2 separate regions of the Rattus norvegicus genome follow, and region 1 is linked to region 2. Evidence: chromatin contacts called from public Hi-C data. All regions are on one chromosome and are shown on one strand. Each heading gives the region's core, a stretch centred on a gene start, on an enhancer-like site or on the middle of the called end of the contact. The rest is flanking DNA. Distances are from core to core; before and after follow the strand shown.

Region 1 (3,654 bases), core at 254-2,753, 150 kb after region 2:
AGTGTGGCATACCACAGCAGGCCTGAGCACCCAGCATGCAGGATCTCAAAGGTAGGAGTGGTCCTGCCCAACTGCCCCGCCTCAGGGCAGGGTGCCAAAGGTATAAGTAGATAGTTTCTGGGAAAGCCATCTGCCACACCCGTGATGGCCAGCCTCTCTTCCATGTCCCAGGGATATACAGGCAGGAGGGACATAAGGAACAGCTTTGTCAACCACCATCTCCTACTAGAGCTGGGCTCCAGTCACAGATCCCAAGTCCCTAGACCCTCAGGAGGGCTGTCCAGTTGAGCTTCCTCTTGTTCATTTCCCCTTCCCCTAAAGCTTTACTCTTGTTCTCATTAAACTCTGTACCTTCTGAAACCAAGCTACTCTTCCGCTTGTCCCGCCGCTAACCACTGCAAGAGTGGCCAAGGCCCATGGTTGGCACAGTCCTGCACAGGGCAACAGTAAAAAGCCTCCACAACTGGCAGAGAAGGGAGTCAAGGAGAAGTCACAAATGTCAGTCATTGAAGAGAAGGCAGAGCCCAGGTCCTCAGGGAGTGACACCACCAGATGGAGTCTGAATGGAAGCTGTAACTTTGCCCAGTTGGCTTCTGTTATTTGTGACAGGGTTTTACATAGTAGCTTAAGCTGTGGTAGAACTGTATCTCAGGCTGGCCTCAAGCCTCTGGAGACCCTCCTGCCTCAGTTGCCCAAGTGCCCCAAGTGCTGGGATTAGAGGTGTGAACTGTGTCGGGTAAGGTTCCCCGTTTCTTTTTTCTTTTTAAAGTGTGCTAGGGACCTCTGGACACATAGGTGTGCTATGTCACTGTGCCACACTCCATCCATCAGGGCAGAGTCCTTGCCCAAATACATGAAACCCTAGGTGTGAGCCCCAGCTCTGAATAAAACTGATGGCGATGACAGAAATCTATGTCAGCATTCACTCAGGAGATGGAGGCAAGAAGGTCAGGTGTTCAAGGTCATCCCGGGCTACAGAGAGTTCAAGACCACTTTCTCAACAACCACCACCACCACCCAACCAAAACAAAACCTAAAGTCAACCAACCAAACAAGAGAAATGAAAACGATGGTCTCTCCTGCTACGTGTCTGAGTTGGTTCAGGACTCCTGGGCTCAAGGCATCTTTCCGCTTCTGCTACGGAGCAGGGAGTAGCACATGTGTGCTACTGGGCCTGACAAAAGTACCCCCTCACCTATAATCTGTTGGGGAGACCCTGATGTCAGGGAGGCCTGAGGTTTTGGGGTTGAGGACATTAACAGGGTGCTTTCAAACCCTGAAACTCATAGAAAGTGAAACCTCACAAGGCAGAGCCACCAACGCCCTCCCTTCCTGTAATTTGTGACTGAGGTGTTCTTGTCTCAGTCACAAGAAAGATTTCTGAAAAGCAGGAAGACTAGAGAGAGCCTTTGGAACAGACCCCTGGGTTGGAGTCTGGGGGGGTCCCGCCAGGGTCACAATCTGTACTCACATTTAGCAGGGTAGCTGGCAGCTGCAAGCCACAGGTCAGGAATTTCCCTCACCAAGCGGGACTTCCCTAAAGGGCTGGGCCGGCAGGGGCGGAGCTTGGGTATTTAAAGGGCCCTGCAACTGGATCTTTTCCTCCTTCAGGATGCACTGAAGACACAGCAGCTAGGTTCATACTCCCAGACTGGCGATTTCTGCTTCAGTGCTAACTGGTGGGGTTGGATGAGTCTAGGAAATCAGAGGACCTGGTGGGGGGGGCAGGGGGGTTGGGGTAAGGGGGAGGTGTTAGATGATGGCTGGCTGCACCTCTGCCTCATCTGGCTTCAGTATATCACTGTGGAGGGATACAGTTCTGCCTCTGCCCAAGTAAGAACATGTGCTTGGGTTGAGCGGCAGTCTCTCCTCTGAAAAGATCATCAGGCATCTTTTATTAGATTCAGCATATCCAGCTCAAAACTGTAAACAGACACTAAACAACAACAACAACAACAACAACACACACACACGCACACGCACACACACACACACACACACACACTCTCCTGCAAGGCACTGCGCTGGGAGCTTGAGGCTTTTTCTGTTACAAGAGCCTGGGATGGGAAAGGCCGGCCATGCTCAGCACAAAACAGTCTGCACCTGTAGGCCAGAGCAGCAACAGTCAGTACTTTCGCTGCCTGGGAAAGAGACTATTTCCTGAGGATCGGAGTGGAGGGCTGGCAGGGCTGGGGCCTTCTGAGTCTAAGCTGAAGAGGTCTCTCCCGGTCCGAAGGATCTGCTCCTCTAGTTTCTTATGTCGCTTCATGTCTGAGAGGACTTTATCCAGACGCGCCTCCCGTTTCTGGCTCCGGGCTGAGCTTCCTAAGAAGGTAGGAAATGTGACACCATTAAGCCAGTGAGCATCCCCAAGCCCCTACACGTAGAGATCTTGTTAAATACATACTTTTTAGGCCTGGGGAGCACAGAGAAGCAAATGTTGAGGTTTGGGCCACACACAGGATGGCTGATATTAAGCTAAGATACCCATAATGCAATGGCTGGGGAACATAGCCATCAAGTGCAAAGGTCCTGGGGCAGGAGGCAGATTTATTCTGAGTACAGGGCACTGGGGCAGAGGCACTGGACATGCTCTTCCCTGTGATGGAATCCTCTGGAGGAGTACAAGCAGAGAAAAGACAAGACTTCACTTAGAAGGACTACTCTGGTTGCTAAGACCAGGACTGCGGATACTAGTTAGAACTGTGAAAAGTGTCAACAAGAGAAATCGAAGGTGGAACTGTAGAAGTGGAGCTAATTAATGCAACTTGCTGTTGGCTTAACCAGCTGGGAGAGAGCTCAAGAATGATTCTGAAAGTAAACTCTAGAAAGGCGACGGGCTGGGATGTCAGGAGATCTTGGACTTTTGGGAAGGTTTGTGGGTCTCTGACAGAAAAGTATAGCATTGACCTAAGTCAGAAATAGGCTGCCACTGTGTGAATGCTCCATCTTGCATGACGGCAGAAATCAGCCAAGGCCTCAGACCAGCCCTCTTCTGAGGTAACTAAAAGAGGCCCTTTACTTCCCCTCAATTCTTCCCTCTCATTCCTACCTGGTGTACGTCTTCTGTCAATCAGTGAGTCCTTGGGTGTCACTGGCTCATCATCAAAGTCAAACTCTGTAGGCATGTGCGGCCTGAAACAGGGTGGACAGAAAGCGAAGGGTGAGAGAAGCTCTCCCAAACACCTGCTGGCATACCCCAGCCCGCTGCCTCTCCCTTTCCTGCTCTCCCCTCCCTCCAGTTTCAGTGTTCAAGAGAGAAGTCCCGTGAATAATGTGTAAAGCATGGCCTCACTTTTCCTCCTCCTCCTCTTTGGCCTCTGGCTCCTCATCTGATCTCTCCTCTTCACTCTGGGCCTCAGGAGTAGGCGGCCGGCGGGGTAGGATCTCCGCTTGAAGCTCCAGAGTACCTTGGGTAGCCAGCAGTTCATAGAGCCGCTGGATTTCGGAGGGTGGGGGCATCCAGGACTGCCCATTGGCCGGCAGCTCCACCTCCTCGTCGCTGCAGGGCACGCACCAGTCTTCGGATTCTCCCTCGGCACGCTCGTCGCTCACAGCGCTGGAAGCTTCTAGTGCCTCCTCAGCCCTGGATGCCTCACGCCCGGCCTCCTCCTGACTGCCTTTCCCCTCTTCCTCGGCCTTACTAGCCGAGAC
Region 2 (3,565 bases), core at 61-2,560:
TGTTATACAGTAGTTACTGCCGCCTTTAGTCCTCATCACACTCTCACCATCACTTAAAATCCTAGTTTGTTGTTTTCTTCTCATTACCACAGTGTTTGTGCAGATGCCCATATGCTGTGGCAAGTGTTTCAGGTTAGAGGACAACTTTCGGGGTCATTCTCCTTTAAGGATTGGGTCTCAGTAACTAACTCCATGCCTCTGTCATGCGTTACTGGCATGGGGTGGGGTTCTGTATCTTTCTAGTTTTTTTTTTTTTTCATTTATTACACATAACTGATAGAAATGACAAAGCAGCCAGAGGTTTCCTTCATTTGCTAGCCTGTGACAAGCACAATGCCTGGAACACAGTGGATAAGTAAATGCTTAAGAATCGAGGGGCATGGTATGTCTAAGGCTAGCCTCAGGCTAGCCTGGTCTACAAAGCAAGTTCCAGGCAAGCCAGGGCTACACAGAGAAACTCTGTCCTGTGGGGTAGAAAAAAAGACAAAACAGAGAGAAGGCAACAGAAGGCAGCAACTAGGCTTAAGAACCATTGGAGGGGCTACATCAGCTCCATATCCTAAGAGGATGAACCCAGGAACACTTGTTTAACGAACCAGTATCTCATGTCCTAAAAATGTGCATGACTTTGCTCACCGGAAGAGTCTTCATCCACGTTCTCATACTGCAGAAGTCGATCTAGAAGGAAACTGAGAGAAGTGGGAAGGAGAATGATTATTCCCATTTTGGTGATGTTCTTGAGCTCTATCTAGTCCCTCCTAGAAGGCCCACTGGATCCTCCTAAAACTGCATGCATTTGGGGTCCTATTCCAGGGCGGAGTGAGAACGAGGATTCCCAAGGATGAGGAATCTACATTGCTGTGTCCACAACAAGCCTTACCTCTTGTCTCGGGAAACCTTCAGCAATTTTCTTTGCGCCTTCCTGAGCTCCTCCTGGAAGCACTCGTGTTCCTGCAGCGGACAGGGAGGGTGCTGAGCCAAGAGCAATCCGTAAAAGACCCAGAACCCAGAGACATCTCTCCCTACTCACCCCCTTTACCACATGGGTAAACTGAGGTCCTCTCAGAGCTAGGCCTCACACTCCATAACCGTCCCACACCGGTACTCACGTAAATGAGGAACTTGAGCTTCCGCTTCAGATTCCTGTATTTCTTTTTGTAGTCCACTTCGCCGTCCGCTGGTCCGTTCATGACCCGCCTGGGAGAAGCGCCCCGGAGTAGAGTCCCGCTACCCAAGTCCGCCCGTCCTCTCTCTCTCACACACACACACACACACACACATACACACACGCACACACCCCTCCACTTCCGGACTTTGCAACGCCGTACGAAACGGACTACGACTCCCGGCGTGCTCCGCGCGCAGGGAGCGTAATCACACCACCCGCCCTCCTGGGGAAGACCTGAAAGGAACGCAGCTTCCAGTGGCTTCGCGGTGAGCTGAGGTCACAGAGGAGCTGGACACTGGGGGGCGCAATTATTGATTCTAAACTGATTATAAAGATTTGGAGCCATAAGAATATAACCAGAAAGTCAGTGTTGGCGAGAATACCTTTTCCCTTTTACTTGTTGATCCAGACTACAGGGCAGCGTGAAAAACTACGTTATACGAGACGGCCAGTGCCGAACCGGCTTCTAACGAAAATTTTAATACGTAGCTCTAACAAAGAGCAGAAATCTCCCTCAAGAGCTACCAAGGAAAAGGCAAAATCTGGCTAAGTTTTCCGTCCCAGTACTCCACATCGGAGGCTCAACGGTCCCTTTCCTCACGAAGCCGCGGCACTGCGCGTGCGCAAACTACTGTCAAACGAACTGAAAGTGGCCCGGAAGAAAAAAGGCGGGAACAACCAATCCCCAGTGGCGCAAGATGGCGCCGGGAGATGAGATGCTGGAATTCACTCGCAGCTTCTTTCGAGCTTGCCCCGATCTCAGGTGCATAGAGTCTGGGTATTAGAGTCTGGGTTGTAAAGGGCCGGGGTTGGACTGGTACTCTGTCTTGATACGTGTTTCTGTAGCACGGTTACTCACTCCATCGTGCGACAGAAATTTTTGATTCACGTGGGTCGGGATCATCTTGAACCTGAGGAGAAGCAGGCGTTGAAAAGGCTGATGGAGGAGGAGCTGCTGAAGATGCAGGTGTGGGCCTAACTCTGGGCCAGGAGAGACAGGGTTTGTTGCTGAGGGTTTGGGGCAGGACACAACCTTGGTTCCGTTTACCCTCATGCTGCACCCACAGGCGGATGCTGGTACCAGGGAAGGAAAGCCAGACTTTATCAAAGTTAAGAGGTCTCCTGCTCCCTGCAGTCACCCAGAGAGGAAAAGGTTCCGCTTCAATTCAGAGTCAGGTTAGTGCCTTCTCCCGGTGTATCTGTCTGTGACTCCAGCAGCATTGGTTTATTCAAAAGGCGAGGTGCATGTATTAATTGCAAAGCAGTAAAGGAGCTGGGGGAGGGAGGGGAGCAATGGGTCAGGAACCATGTGGAGCCACATCTGTGGTGGTGCTTGCTGTCCTTCACTCGTAACCAGAGTGGATCCAGAAGCATCCTATTCTAAATAGAAGGGAAAGGAGGAACCCATCCCAGCCCTGTCCCCATGTTCCAGAATCCAGCTCTACACCATCCAGCCCAGACTGCTCAGGACCTCCAACAAAGAACAATACAACCAAGAAGGCATGCCCAAGAAGAACCTTAAAGAAAGCAGTTGAGAGCACAGATGAAGAGCAGCAAACAGACCTGGTTGCAAAGATGGGATTGGAGGAGAGTAGTGAGGAGGAGGAAGAAGGCTCTGTCAGATCAGGTGAGGTCTGGAAGGCAGAGGACACTGAGGATGATGATGTGAGAAAAGAACAGAAGGGTGGGGTTAGAAAGAAAGCTGGGGCCAAGAACAAGCCAGCACCACACAAGGCAGATAGGAAGCAGGCTAGGGAAGAGAGTGGAAGCAGTGAGGAAGAGGCTGTACAGAATAGAGCAAAGGTGGAGAGACGCACAGGCGCTAAATGCCAGGAGGAAAGTGAAGACAGCGAGGATGAGATCCTAGCCAAGAAGAGCGAGCACAGGGAGTCCAGACTGAAAAGCAGCAAAGCAGGGAGAACAGCTAGCGGGAGAAAGAGCTCTAAGCAGAAAAGCAGGGCTGGGAGGCCAACTGGAGGCTTGGGAGACAGCGAGGAAAAGAAGGAAGGGGATGCAGTAAGTAGTGGGGACAGCAGTGGAGAGGAAGAGCCTTTAGCGAAGAGAAAGAGCAAGGACAAGACCCAGACTGAGAGTGGGAGAAGGCAGAGCACAAGCAGCGAGGATGATGATGGCAGGCAGGTGCAAGCAGCCACTCAAGGCACTACGAAGACGGGCAGCCTAGGCAGCAGTAATGGTGACAGTGGCACGGAGAGGGAAGTGAGTGATTCCCAGGCAGGACAGAACACCAAAGAGGAGAGGAAGAGCCGCTCTTCCAAGAAGAGCTCCAAGAACGGCAAGGCACGAAGTTCCTCATCTTCATCAGATGCAAGCCCAGAACCCACAGGTCAGAAGGTGAGAGGACACACCAGGTGGGTGGGCTCCACTAGGAAAAAGGGC

Evidence for each region. Hi-C and Micro-C count contacts between places; a contact is called where the count stands out from the background.
Region 1: a Hi-C map of hepatocytes shows a contact between it and region 2, with 2.0 times the contacts expected there. The contact joins the promoter of Mvp here to the promoter of Ino80e in region 2. A contact is called at or near these places in 1 of 12 Hi-C or Micro-C datasets (hepatocytes) and 1 of 1 datasets of contacts at active chromatin or transcription factors (oligodendrocytes).

What each region holds. Positions count from the first base shown.
Region 1 is chr1:191,051,363-191,055,016 of GRCr8, forward strand. Mvp (major vault protein) reads right to left here and starts at 1,504. Exons shown (of 15, transcript NM_022715.2): 1 at 1,472-1,504. It overlaps Pagr1 (Paxip1-associated glutamate-rich protein 1), which reads right to left. Exons shown (of 3, transcript NM_001393856.1): 1 at 3,296-3,654; 2 at 3,053-3,135; 3 at 1,866-2,325. The coding sequence ends at 2,126. It also overlaps a transcript of Prrt2 not described here.
Region 2 is chr1:190,901,212-190,904,776 of GRCr8, forward strand. It overlaps Ino80e (INO80 complex subunit E), which reads right to left and starts at 1,311. Exons shown (of 7, transcript NM_001013900.1): 1 at 1,110-1,311; 2 at 881-951; 3 at 637-689. The coding sequence starts at 1,190. Hirip3 (HIRA interacting protein 3) reads left to right here and starts at 1,854. Exons shown (of 7, transcript NM_001399662.1): 1 at 1,854-1,931; 2 at 2,015-2,135; 3 at 2,236-2,344; 4 at 2,601-3,520. The coding sequence starts at 1,867.